2 separate regions of the Cricetulus griseus genome follow, and region 1 is linked to region 2. A link is a contact called in public Hi-C data. All regions are on one chromosome and are shown on one strand. Each heading gives the region's core, a stretch centred on a gene start, on an enhancer-like site or on the middle of the called end of the contact. The rest is flanking DNA. Distances are from core to core; before and after follow the strand shown.

Region 1 (6,389 bases), core at 3,846-6,345, 160 kb after region 2:
TGTCCCTCACTCCCAAGGCGAAAGAAGGACTCAGTGGAGAGCCATCCAACCTGGGTGGATGATACTCGAATTGATGCAGATGACATTGTGGAGAAGATAATGCAGAGCCAGGACTTCACTGATGGCAGCAATACTGAGGGTGAGCTTCCCACTTCCAACCAGCTGGGGTGATGATGGTCTCCAGAGGCTACCCCTGCCAGCTCAGCCTCTGTCCTCCATTGTGTCCCCACAGACAGTAACCTTCGGCTGTTCGTGAGCCGTGATGGCTCCACCACATTGAGTGGCATTCAGCTGGCCAACAGGTAGGGGCTGGGGATGGGGAGGTGTGGTAAGGCAGCCACCAGGACCCCCTTTGAACACCCGTTTTATCACCGATGACCTTGAGCCCACCCATCCCCAGAGTCTGTGTCTTCAAAGTTCTTCTCCCACAGGCCTTTGTGCTAATAACTCCAGTATTTCTGGCCTTCCAGACCTTTGAGCCAGTGAGTGAGGGTAGTGTCCAGAATACAGGGCTATCCTAGGTCTTTCCCTTGAGTTCCTGGGAGCTAAGAACATGTACTTTGAATTTCTGGATCCAGAGCCCAAAAAAACTTTGTGAAGAGGGTGTCTTGTGCTATTCTGGTGACCCCTGTTGACTGAGGCTAGAAATTACAACTATTCTCTCAACAGCAGTCCCTCTGGGCTGCCCTGGGTGGAAGTACAAGAAACCACTGGGACCTCCTTACAAAGGTGATAAAGACTCCTCTTCCTTAGAGCACTTGCAAAATGAGAAGCTAAGATTTGGAGATTGGAGGAGAGAAACCTGGTTTCTACAAGACTTAAGCAATGAAAAGAGTAGATGCAGCCCCTTAACTTTTTCTTGCCTTCTTAACAAATCTTACAGTCCCTCCTTGCCAGGGTGGTACATCCAGGTGTGTGCACACTTGATGTCCAGAGGGGATCAGGCACAGCTATGGACCCCACTGACCCTGAGCAAATGACTAAATGTTTCTGGGGCTGTCGGTTTCAGCCAGTCTGTAAGAGACTGGTAGCTGTGATTGTATGGGAAGTACCCACAGGGACCTGGCCCAGGGGGAGTGCTCAGTCACTGGACTATCAAAGGGAATAAGCTCACCTTTCTCTCCCCTGCAGAGTCTCCTCTGGAGTCTATGAGCCAGTGGTGATTGAAAGCCATTGAGGGACCAAGTGGCCAGCTGAAGAAGGACCCTGCCATCTCTGCCACCCAGTCCAGCGGCATTCCTGGAGGAGCAGGAACCTGCCCTTCGGATCTGCTCTGCATTGCATCTGTGCCTCCCGTACTCTAACCACACCAGCCCCCAAAGCATCATTCCATTGTCCTTCCATCCACCCTGGAACCACTGGTCCTGGGTGCCACTGTGAATATTGTCCTCTGAACCATTAGAAAACGGGGCAAGATGGAGCTGGCCAGGACTGCCCAGAGTAGAGAGGACCTGGGCCACTCCTTCATGTTGGGGTGCTTGTGGCTGCCTCCCCCCCAGACCCACTTCCTTCAGGAGCAACAGCTTCAGCCAGGCTAACAAGGCTCTTGCTCCTTTGCCCTTGCCCTTCAGGAGCTGGACCACCCCCAGCTCCTGCCACCTTTGACCCTCTGCTTAGTGCTTCAGCTGTCCTTCTCTATATCCTGAGGAGACCTGCTGGCAGCCTTCTCCTAGGAGCCAAGACCTCAGACCCCACCTCCCTCATCAAATGTTCTGCTGCCCTGCAGCCTGCACTTTGCACATACTTGTCCCCAGCACAGCCGCTGACCCTTGCCCTTCTCCAGGATTCCTGGGTGCTGTCTGCTGTGCAACCAAACCCAGGGTACAGTAGCCCGGCTGGAACGTGGCACTGCCCCCTCCCTCTAATTATCCCCAGCTCAGACCCAAGACTAGAGCCTAGAAAGGTCTGAGCATCGTGGTGCCATCTGCCCAGGGCTGGGTCCTGAGCAGCTGGCCTTCCTGCAGGAAAGGAAGGGTGGGGCCCAGCTGTGCTGGGTAAGCAAAGGCCTTTTCCTCTGCTCTCATGTCAGCAGGCCTGGGCTGGGTTCCAGGCTGCAGAGGCAGTCAGCCAGGTGGGCTGTGACTGGATGGACTGGATCTGGCTTATTGCCAGGCAAGCCTCAGCCTTCCTCTGGGCAAGGGGCATGCTTTCCCTGGGGAGTCTGGCCTGTGTTCTGCCCAGGCCTCCCCCTTACTACCCACCTTCTTGGTACCTCCCCAGCCCCAGCCCTTTGTCTGTCCTGTAATTTGCTTAAAGGAGGGTACTGGCTGCCAGTCAGCCCTGGATAAACTCCCACCCCTTTAAGCTGCTCTCATTTTGTATCAACCCAGCAGGCTGGCGTTTCCTTAGCCCTATTTAGTGTTTTCCTTTTCCTCCTGAGTTCACAGTTCTGTATTCTCTCCTCCCCCAGTAAGGGGAGGTAGGTGCCTCTGTTCACCACTCCACCTGCATCTCAGCAGGGCTGGGGGCAGGGGGTATGGGACACCGGTTCTATGGGTGGGGGATAGCTGGACTCCCCAGGTCAGGGGGTTCCTTGCCCAGTTTCTGTCTTCCTTAGCTAGCAAGTTGGGGCTGTGGTTTTAGAACTCCCTGGTGTTAGGACCAGAGCATTTCTAGGGATTTTTGTTGCCATTGTTTTAAACACCTGGTGGCTCTTGGAAAGTGAATGTTAGAAGGTGCTACCTGAGCAGGGCAGAGCAAGGCTAGAGAAGGTTCTGCTCAGCTCAGAGAGTCCTTTCTTTCCCAGCAGGTACCTGGCATCTAAGGGATGCTGTCAGCTCTGTTTTTAGGTGAGGTGACCCCTACAGGATGGAGATAGCACTACACTTGCTTGTCTGTGACTTTGCCCAGTCAATTATTTTGATCTGGTTCAGAATTCCGGGGCTCCCACACAAGGCAGTTGGTACTATCAGGAAAAACTCCTCCAAACCAGGAGCCCAGCCCAACGCAAGCCAAGGTGTGAACCAGATGGTCACTCCTGCCACACCCGCCAGTTCTAGGCACTGTGCTGAAAACAGCCACAACCAAATAAACATTGGCAGGAGCTATAGACTAAGAGCCTATCTCCCGCCTAAGGGTCCTCTTGAGCTCAGTGATTCCCACAGGGTGCCTAGAGCACCTGGACTTCAAATTCTATATACAGAGATAGGATATATTAAGAGATATTTTTGGAAAGGAATTGGTCTATGCAATGCCAGTTTGGAACCCTCGAGAAAGACAGTTTTAATGTTTTTACTAGGAAGATATAAAGATCCACAATATTTTTAGGGTTCTTTTCTGGCTACCCCCACAACTGATCACACTGCATGGCCTGGCAGGAAGAGGAAGGTGGATCTTCCCCTGTGGCCTGCCGGGTGACTGACTGGGGAGGAGTGTTCGCTTTGTTTTACTCCCTCCTTTCTAACAATGTTACCGCTGCTCCCCATTCCATGGGCTGTTAGTATCTTGTCTCAGCTTACAGTAGAATATAAATGTCATACAGGGAAAGCAGCCTAGTGTCCGTGGTTGTTGGGGGGGGGATTAAATGATGTTTTTGTTACCTGTTTTGTTGGTGGTTTTTTTTTGTTGTTAAATTGTCTCATTACCGTGTTCCATGTTCTCTTGGGGACCAAAACAACAGAAGGGGGGTGTGGGTGTGTGTGTGTGTTAAAGTTTAGGAGGCCAAGGTTTTCCAGTGCTGCCCCCAGTCATAATCCTCACACCCTCAAAAACAAGAAACACCCCCCATCCCTCCCAACTGGGTTTCTCTTTGTAGCCCTGGCTGTCCTTGACCTCAGAGATCCACCTGCCTCTATTTTCTGCGTGGTAGGGTTAAAGGCCTGTGCTACCACCACCTGGCTATGTTCTCTGACCTTTGCACATGTCCTCTCCCCACAAATAGAACTGAAAACTTGGAGGGGAGGGGAAGCTGGCTGGGCTCGCCTTTAATCCCAGCCCTGGAGAGGCAGAAACGGATGGATCTCTGCAAGGTCAAGACCAGCCATGGTGGTCTACAGAATGAATTCCAGGCAGGATAAGCTTCGGAGAAATCCTGTCTCAAAAAAAAAAAAAAACAAGCTGGGGCTGGAGAGGTTAAGGGCACCAACTGCTCTTCCAGAGGTCCTGAGTTCAATTCCCAGCAACCACATGGTGGCTCACAACCATCTGTAATGAGATCTGGTGCCCTCTTCTGTATGCAGATATACATGGAAGCAGAATGTTGTATACATAATAAATAAAATCGTGTAAAAAAAAAAAAAAAGCTGGGCAGTGGTGGTGTACACATTTAATCCCAGCACTCTGGAGGCAGAGCAGGTGCATCTCTGAATTCGAGGACAGCCTGGTCTACAAAAAAAGTTCCAGGACAGTCCAGGGCTATTACACAGAGAAACCCTGCCTTGAGAAACAAAAAAACTGCTTTGGTATGGAGAACCACTCTGTCCTGGGGATTTACCCACTGCTTAGGCACCCTGGGCTTGGGGTTCTAATCATCAAAGAAAGGGGGGGGGGTCAGAGGGCACAAAGAATGAAGGAGCTGCTGCCTCAGGTAGACACTCAGAAACCCAGAAGTGGGCAATAAGGGAAGGAAGTAGTCAGCCAGTCTGAGAGTGTCATTCCCTCTCTGCCAATGGAACTCTTCCTCATCGTGCTTGCTTGTCTGACCCCACCTCTCTTAGGCCAGTGGTGATCATTCTACGACCCATTCCACCAACAATTTTAGGACCAGGAAACAAGCATTAAATCCTGGTGTCTGTTTCTCTGTCCGTCTCTGAGCCTCACTTTTCCTACGTGAAGTTTAAAAGAGGGCTTTCAACCTTGGAATGCATGTCGCTCTGGCTTGGGACTGTATGATGTTTAAAAGAGGATTATTTGGGGAGGGTCTGACAGTGCTGTAGTCACAAAGACCAGGAAGTCTGAGTCTTCAGCCACACAGCTGCCTTCAGAAACTACATTTCCCGACATGCAAAGTGGGTGGGGAAACGTGCCCAGAACGTCCATCTTGGCCTGGTCCAAGAACTACAACTCCCGGAGTGCCACTCTCGATTTACAAGTAGGAAAGTCTTCTTACCGGATGTGTCAATTAGGAACCGGATGTGTCCTGTTGCTCCAGCGAAACGCTGGGGAGATGGTGAGCTCGGGGTGCAGTACCTCTGTGATTTGGGGATACCAGGGGTCCGGCTCGGAGTTTCCTTTGGAGTTGGGGGTTGGGCTTTCCGAATCCGGATTGCTTACCCGACCACTTTGCGGACAGGTGACACGGGGCTCCGCGCGGTTTGCTAGTCAGCCCCCGTGTACAGCTGTTGAATGAACGAGGAGCTTGGAGTGTAAACTGGCGGCGCGGACCCTCCATTAGTGCACTCCACGTAGAGTCGCCTCACCAGCTGAGCCTTCCTTTTTCTCCAGGCCACCGGGACAGACCAAGTGGTGGGATTTGGCCTCGTCGCTGTTAGCCTGATCATCTTCACCTACTACACCACTTGGGTGATTCTTTTGGTATGTGTCCTCCCCCACCCCACCCAAGCCCACGTTTATCCTGCCCCGGATCTCTTAACAAACCGACTGCTAACACAACTTAAGCAGCATCTACATGCCAGGCACTGTGCTGGATGCTTGGCCTGCCCTAATTTCGCGAAATCCACTGTGATTGTTGATGGTGTCTGCATTTTATAGATGAGGCTGAGATCCGGGCAGAATGGTAAGGCTCAGACTCAACTGCTGCACTGTAAGGTTAGCCAGCTCCTCCTGGGTGTAGCAATCGCCCGTGGATTTTACTAATACCTTGAGGCTTTCTCTTTTTTAGTTGTGAAAAGGTCTGTTAGTTATTGCTTAGAAGTGCATTGTGTTTGAAAGCAGGTATCTTGCAGTACTTGGTATCCTTTAGAGAGAAAAGTTAGGAGGGCTGGAGAGATAGCTAGCACAGCGGTTAAGAGCAGTTGGCTGCTCCTCCAGAGGATCAGGGTTCAAGTCCCAGCACCAACATGGCCACTTCCAGGAGATCCAGCAAAAGTGCCTGGCACACCAGTGCTGCTTAAGTGTTAGGAGTTGCATTGGAGATTCAGGGCTTGGATGAGGTACATCTTGCTCGCATGTGCACATAATCAAAAAATGAAATAATTTAAAAAGACCTAGAATTTCTGGATTCAGAAGACAGGAAGGTGGGTCTTTGTGAGCCCAGCCTGGTCTACATAGCAGTTCCAGGTGAGCCAGGGCTATGTCATGAGACCCTGCCTCAGAAAACAAAAGGAATGGTTTCCAGTACTCAGAAGGCTAAGGCAGTAGTTCAAGGCTACCTGACATAGTCAAAATACATACCCACACCCAGAGGCACGGAGGTTGGGAACCTCGTAGGTTGTTTGCTAAGCTCGGGATGCCGTCGGGCAGGTCCTCAGGACCCAGTGCTGTTAATGGGT
Region 2 (6,631 bases), core at 188-2,687:
GAGTGGTGGGATAGATAAGGCTCTCATTTAACATCAAGGATCTTCTCCCAGCACAAGTTACAGTGTGGTGGGTGGTGGAGTCTTCGGGAGATGCAGTCGTTAACTTTTCTATCACAGGTGGGCAAACTGGTTCCTCAAAGTAACGAAGAAGCCTATGGTTGTTGGTTGTCCAGCAGCTTCCCACGGGCAATTTGCTTTGTAAACATGTCACATGTTACACCAGGGCAGTAGCAGCAGTAGAGGTGTTGGTGGTAATGGTTGTTGAGGCAGTTTCTCCTCAGCAGTGGGCAGGTTTCAGTCCCTGCTCTTCAAGTAAACCCGCCAAACTCCCCTCCAGCTTTCCTAAATTGTCCTTCCGGGATTAAAGAAGTTGCTAAAATAAATGCAACATGGGCAGCTATCCTTGAAGGTGCTTCATCTTCCCCAACTGTAAAACAAAACGGGTAACCACAGTTAACTAGTGCAGTTTCCAGGGGTTTGTTCCGGGATGCTCTCCCGTTCTGGTCTCCGGGACAACTCCTGCCCCAGTCAGAGGCGGGTTTGAGCCAGGGTCCCGTGCTTTTTAAGTTCATTATTCTCTTCCTAGCTAGGTAGTCGCAGGAAAGCAAAGCACGTTGGGGCCCCTGGGCCTTTCGTTCGCCTGGCCTCCTGGTGCGGCTGGACATTGTGAGCTCCGGCGCTCCCAGGTGCAAGAAAAGGTGGAGGAAGAGGATGGAACTCAGACGGTACCCGGGACCCCCACCCCACGCCATCTCCATTACCCCGCCCACCAACGAACCCCGCCTCTAGATAACGCACCCATTTGTAGAGCCCCGCCTTCTTTGGGCCTCGGGGCGGGGCCGTGCCGGGGCTGCCCGCGGAGAAGCCCAAGCGGTGGAGATCGGGCGCGCGATTCGAACCAGCGAGCTCTGCAAAGGCCTGGGGCGTCCTGGGGCCTTCACTCTGTCCCCTTCCGCCCTCGCAGGTCTTCAGGTTGGCGAGCCAGCCCCTCAGCGTGGGCCCTTACCGAGGCACGTGATTCCCAAGGCCCCCGCCGGGTTTGAGAAAAGTTTATGGTTTGGATATTAACAGAAGGGCTTAGCGTTGCGGGAGGGCAGAAAGAATCGGAGATGCTGTGGCCGCCCACTGGAGACAGCATCGGGCCCCCTCCGGAGCGAGCATGGGTCTGAAGACCGCCGTTTCCCCCGAGATTCCTTCGAAGAGATGCACGATGTGGCAACAGCCGACCGCAAATCACAGGTCACCGTTGCACTCCCAAAAGACAGAGATGTCAAGCCACTTCTAAAGCTCCTGGGGTGCGTGCGCTCCCAGTCCTCACACAACCTCTAGTCCCTGCTTGGCGTCACCGTCACCCTCGGCGTCATGGTCACCCTCGGCAACCAGGCACCCGGCCGGGAGTCCTGTCTCTTTAAGGGCCCCTAGAGCCTTGGTCGTTTTGGTTTCGCGCGCCCGCCCGCAGCGCCGGCAGAGCAAACATGGCCCGGGCGGCGCGCGTTGCGTGGGTTCTGGGCTTGAGCCGGTGCGCCTTGGCCGAGGGGCCGCGCACACGACCCTGGCCGCCAATCTCGGCGCAGAGTTGGGCCGGCTTCACCAGGGCGGCGGCAGGAAGCCCGGGCCCCGCGGTCCGCAAGGGGAGCCCGCGGTTGCTGGGGGCGGCGGCGCTGGCCCTGGGCGGCGCGCTCGGGCTGTACCACACCGTGCGGTGGCACCTGCGCGCCCAGGACCTCCGCGCCGAGCGCTCGGCTGCGCAGGTAAGGCTTGGCTGGCGTGGGCTGCGGACGTGGAGCTGGGATCAGCCCCGAACTCGGGACTCTTGAGAAGCCGCGGGGTCAGGAGTGGTCTCCTTCGCCCGCTCGTGACCTTGGGCGGGTGTCTGGGCCGAAGGAGTCCGAGGAGGTTGGTACTGACACCTAGAGCAGTTGCCTCTCATGCCGTGGGCTCTCCCGTGTTCTAAGGGCGCGCACGGTGCCGCGAGTAGCCTCTTTGGAATGAGTGAGCCTGACTCCAGACCCAGCACTGGAGGTGTGCCCCAGCCTGCCGTGGCTCGGCCGCCCTGTGGACATTTCATGAGCTGCAGAGTCTCCACCTTCCCTCCCATGGCCTTTTCCTGGACGCAGGAACTGGAAAGGGAGCTGAGTCCCTGTGTCTCGCAGATCTCTTCCCTGTCTATCCGATTACCATTTGAAAATTGAGGGGGGTCGGCTGCAGCTGTAGCAAGCATGTCTGAGGGCTTTACTGTAGAGGAGCCACGTTCAGCCTCCCACTTTTGGATATCTCGGGGTAGACCTCACTTCTGGCCAGTGCTACTGCCCTTGCTTAGGGAGGACTGGAGGGGTCAGGGTGAACCTTAAGGACGAATGCAGCTGAAGAGAGACACAGCCTGCGATTGGGACAGGAGGAAGATGAATACATACATACATACATACATACATACATACATACATACATACGGAAGATGAATACATAATACATACATACATACATACATACATACGGAAGATGAATACATACATACATACATACATACACACACACACACACACACACACACACACACACACACTCGGGGCGGGGTGGGGGGCAGAAGGAGTGGGAGGGGGGGAAGTGTTACCAGTCTCTTTTTCTCTCCCCCAGCTGTCTCCATCCAGCCACCTGCAGCTGACCCTGTACCAGTACAAGACATGTCCCTTCTGCAGCAAAGTCCGTGCCTTCCTCGACTTCCACTCCCTGCCCTATCAGGTAGTGGAGGTGAACCCTGTCAGAAGGGCTGAGATCAAATTCTCCTCCTACAGGAAGGTGCCCATCCTGGTGGCCCAGGAAGGAGACAGCTTGGTGAGCCTTGGGGATCCCATGCCTCTCTTCTGTCCCAGGATGTCTAGTGGTGGGAGCCTGTAGTCATGGCTGCTCTGATGGTTCCCTGAGCCCTTGATGCTACTTGGGTAACATAGCAGGATGTAGGAAATGCCCTTTCTTTCCCTGTTGGTCCAGTCTTGGGGGGCAAGGTGGGGATGCACTTACAGATGAACAGACTGGGTTTGCAGCTGGGGTGATCTGGGTCTGAGGTGTGGCTCTGCCACTCACTCGCTGTCTTAGGGTTCTATTGCTTCGATGGGACACCATGACCAAAAAGCAAGTTGGAGAGGAAAGGGTTTATTTCACTCACCATCCATATCATCAGGAGCAGTGAAGGCAGGGACTCAAATAAGGCAGGAACCTGGAGTCAGGAGCTGATGCAGAAGCCATGGAAGGTGCTGCTTACTGGCTTGCTCCTCATGGCTTGCTCAGCCTGCTTCAATCCAGGGATGGCCCTACCCACAATGGGCTGCCCCCCACCCCATCAATCACTAATTAAGAAAATCCCTTACAGCTGGATCTTATGGAGGCATTTTCTCAATTGAGGCGCCCTCCTTTCAGATAACTCTAGTTTGTGTCAGGATGACATAGACTGGCCAGCACACTTGCCTGTGACTTCATGACTTTCACTTCTATGGGCTGGCCTTTTGTTTTGTTTTGGATATAATCTTTTTTTTTTTAAGATTTTATTTATTTATTATGTATACAACATTGTGCTTCCACACCAGAAGAGGGAACCAGATCTCATAATGGATGGTTCTGAGCCACCATGTGGTTGCTGGGAATTGAACTCAGGACCTCTGGAAGAGCAGTCGGCGCTCTTAACCTCTGAGCCATCTCTCCAGCCCCTTGGATATAATCTTGTTATGTTGCCTGAGTTGGCCCAGAGCTCAGTACCCTTCTGTCTTTTGTTTTTGTTTTTTGTTTTTTTTGTTTGTTTGTTTGTTTGTTTTTTCGAGACAGGGTTTCTCTGTGTAGTTTTGGAGCCTGTCCTGGCACTGGCTCTAGAGACCAGGCTGGCCTCAAACTCACAGAGATCAGAGATCCACCTGCCTCTGCCTTCCGAGTGCTGGGATTAAAGGCGTGTGCCACCAACGCCCGGCTCCCTTCTGTCTTTTGAGTGATAGCATTATAGACATGTGCCACCATGCCCAGATGTGGGGTCTGCTTATCTTATTTGTACATTTATTTTGTTTTTAGGGGGCAGGGTCTCACTGTTCTGGAACTAGCTGTGTAGAGCAGAGTGGTCTTGAACTCACACAGTTCCACCTGCCTCCCTAGTGCTGGATCAAAAGTGTGTGTCACTGTGCCAGGCTTGTTTGTTTTTTAAAATTTCTACTTAAGGGCCTATGAGATGGCTTTAGGTAAAGGTGCTCACTGCCAAACCTGATAACCCCGAGTTCGGTCCCTAGCCTCACATGTTAGAGAGAACAATTTCTTGCAAGCTGTGTCACTCACAAACACAATAAAATGTAATCTGAAAAACAAAATAGGCAGCTGGGCGTGGTTGCATAGCCTTTAAATATCTTCCACCCCTGCTTTGGGGAAGCAGAGGCTCATGGATCTCTGTGAGTTCAAGGCCAGCTTGGTCTATTGAGTGAGAACCAGGGCTGCTGCTATACAAAGAAACTCTGTCTCACCCCCCCCACACACACACACAACAAAAAAAAAAAAAAAAAAAAGGAAAGAAAGAAAAATAATAACAATAAAACCCCTGCCAGACATGGTGGTGTATACCTTTACTCTCTGCTTCATGGGAGGCAGAAATAGGCAGCTCTCTTTGAGTTCAGGCCAGCCGGGCCTACATAATGAGACCCTACCCCCCCCCCATTTTTGTCTTTAAATTACATTTTTTAAATTTATTTAGTGCATGTGTGCAGGTATACATGCATACCATAGTTCAAGAGGTTTTTTGTTTTTGTTGTTGTTTGATTGCTTGGTTTTTGTTGTTTGTTTTTTGAGACAAGGTCTTATTCTGTACCTCTGGTTGGCCTAGAACTGGCCATCTTTCCATGTGCAGGGTTACAGATGTGAACTAGCATGTGCGGCTTTGGGCTAGCTTCTTATTAGTTCATAGGAGTGCAGACACTGGGCTATAGGGACAGTAGGGAAAAAACCCTGGCACTGGGCTTGGTACCCTGTATATAGCCTCTAGGTCCTGCCCTGCCCTTGGTGCCAAGAGGCCAAGGCTTTCCCAGTCATATGTCCCCAATAGCCATACTTGGTCACCCTTACTCAGAAAGAGGACCCAAGGGTGGGGAGCAATGAGCTCAGGGTGTGGGTTCTGGGGTGAGTTGTGGTGGATCAGCAGAGCCCAGCTTCGAGGACGGATACCTTGTGTGCTGTTGTTTTGTTGTTTGTTTTTGACACTGCTGGTGTTTAAAGAGCCTGATCCTTCTAGCTGCCAGCCCGATCCTCTGAGCAAACCTTTCTCAGGGCAAGGGGTGTGACTCAGGAACACAGTGCTTGCCCCTCATGCCCCAAGCCCTGTGTTCTGTCCCCAGCAACACAAGACAGTTGTTTCTTCTCTTCCAGCAACAGCTGAATGACTCCTCAGTCATTATCAGCGCCCTCAAGACCTCCCTGGTTTCAGGGTAAGTTGCTCCTGGGAGGCAGATCACAGCCTCATCTAAGAGTGGGGCTGCTATAGATATTTCTAGAATAGACCAAGGATGTCCTACTCCAAGGCCTGCCTTCCTCCTCCTATCAGTAAAGTGTTTCTCGTGTCTAACCTAATCCCTTTTGCTGCAAGTGAGTGACTCTTCATAGGCTGGGTCACTGAGTAGCTGAGTCAGGCTGGGTTGGTAGGCCAGGGGGGCAGGAGGATGGAGTCAGGCTGAAGCTCTAGCCTTCCCCTGAAGGCAGCCCCTGGAAGAGGTCATCACCTATTACCCACCCATGAAGGCCATGAATGACCAGGGCAAGGAGGTGACCGAATTCTGCAACAAGTACTGGCTCATGCTGGATGAGAAGGAGGCCCAGCGGATGTATGGTGGGAAGGAAGCCAGGACGTGAGTGGAGCTGTGGCTGCAAGGGGGTGGGGTGATAATAAGGACCAAAATAAGCGGGATGCTCTGGGCAGTGGTTCTCCACCTGTGGGTCGTGACCCTTTCAGGAGTCAAACATCCTGCATGCCAGATATTCACATTGTGATTCATAACAGGAGCAAAACTTCAGATATGAAGTATCAATGAAATAATTGCGGTCGAGGTCACCACAACATGAGGACTGTATTAAAGGGTCACAGCATTAGGAGTGTTGAGAACCACTGCTCTGGGTGTCGTGGGGGAAACTGGGTGGTGGGGCAGAGCCCTGCCCTGGCTCAGTGCCACACCCTCTATGTCGTATATCTACAGGGAAGAGATGAAGTGGCGCCAGTGGGCCGATGACTGGCTGGTGCACCTCATCTCCCCCAATGTGTACCGAACACCTGCCGAGGCCTTGGCTTCCTTTGACTACATTGTCCGTGAGGGAAAGTTTGGAGCTGTAGAGGCCACCATGGCCAAGTATGTGGGTGCAGCTGCCATGTACCTCATCAGCAAGCGCCTCAAAAGCAGGTAATGGCTCATACAAGGATATGCATGCGTGAGAACAGGTCTGCTGTCCTCCAGTCCCCACATGGAGGTCTGTGTAGCATCCTTCAAAGCCCTCAGGAGGGATGAGAGAAACTGAGGCCTAGAGAAGACAAGCCGGGCCTGGGACCCAGCATTTCTGATCAGCCCCTGTTTCAGGCTTTGGGGTCAAAAGTCATGCCCCTCCCTGTGCCCTCTACTTCTGC

The links. A called contact is a pair of places that touch in the nucleus more often than the background predicts.
Region 1: a contact with region 2 is called in a Hi-C map of fibroblasts, with 3 times the contacts expected there. The contact joins the promoter of Dpm2 here to the promoter of Ptges2 in region 2. A contact is called at or near these places in 2 of 8 Hi-C or Micro-C datasets (fibroblasts and liver).

The regions. Positions count from the first base shown.
Region 1 is chr6:144,284,340-144,290,728 of CriGri-PICRH-1.0, forward strand. Dpm2 (dolichyl-phosphate mannosyltransferase subunit 2, regulatory) reads left to right here and starts at 5,096. Exons shown (of 4, transcript NM_001244535.1): 1 at 5,096-5,107; 2 at 5,383-5,472. The coding sequence starts at 5,105. Fam102a (protein FAM102A) reads left to right here. Exons shown (of 11, transcript XM_027423804.2): 9 at 18-139; 10 at 233-302; 11 at 1,132-3,538. The coding sequence ends at 1,177.
Region 2 is chr6:144,130,237-144,136,867 of CriGri-PICRH-1.0, forward strand. It overlaps Ptges2 (prostaglandin E synthase 2), which reads left to right and starts at 1,438. Exons shown (of 7, transcript XM_027423809.2): 1 at 1,438-1,751; 2 at 2,635-2,832; 3 at 5,389-5,447; 4 at 5,715-5,864; 5 at 6,210-6,410. The coding sequence starts at 1,476.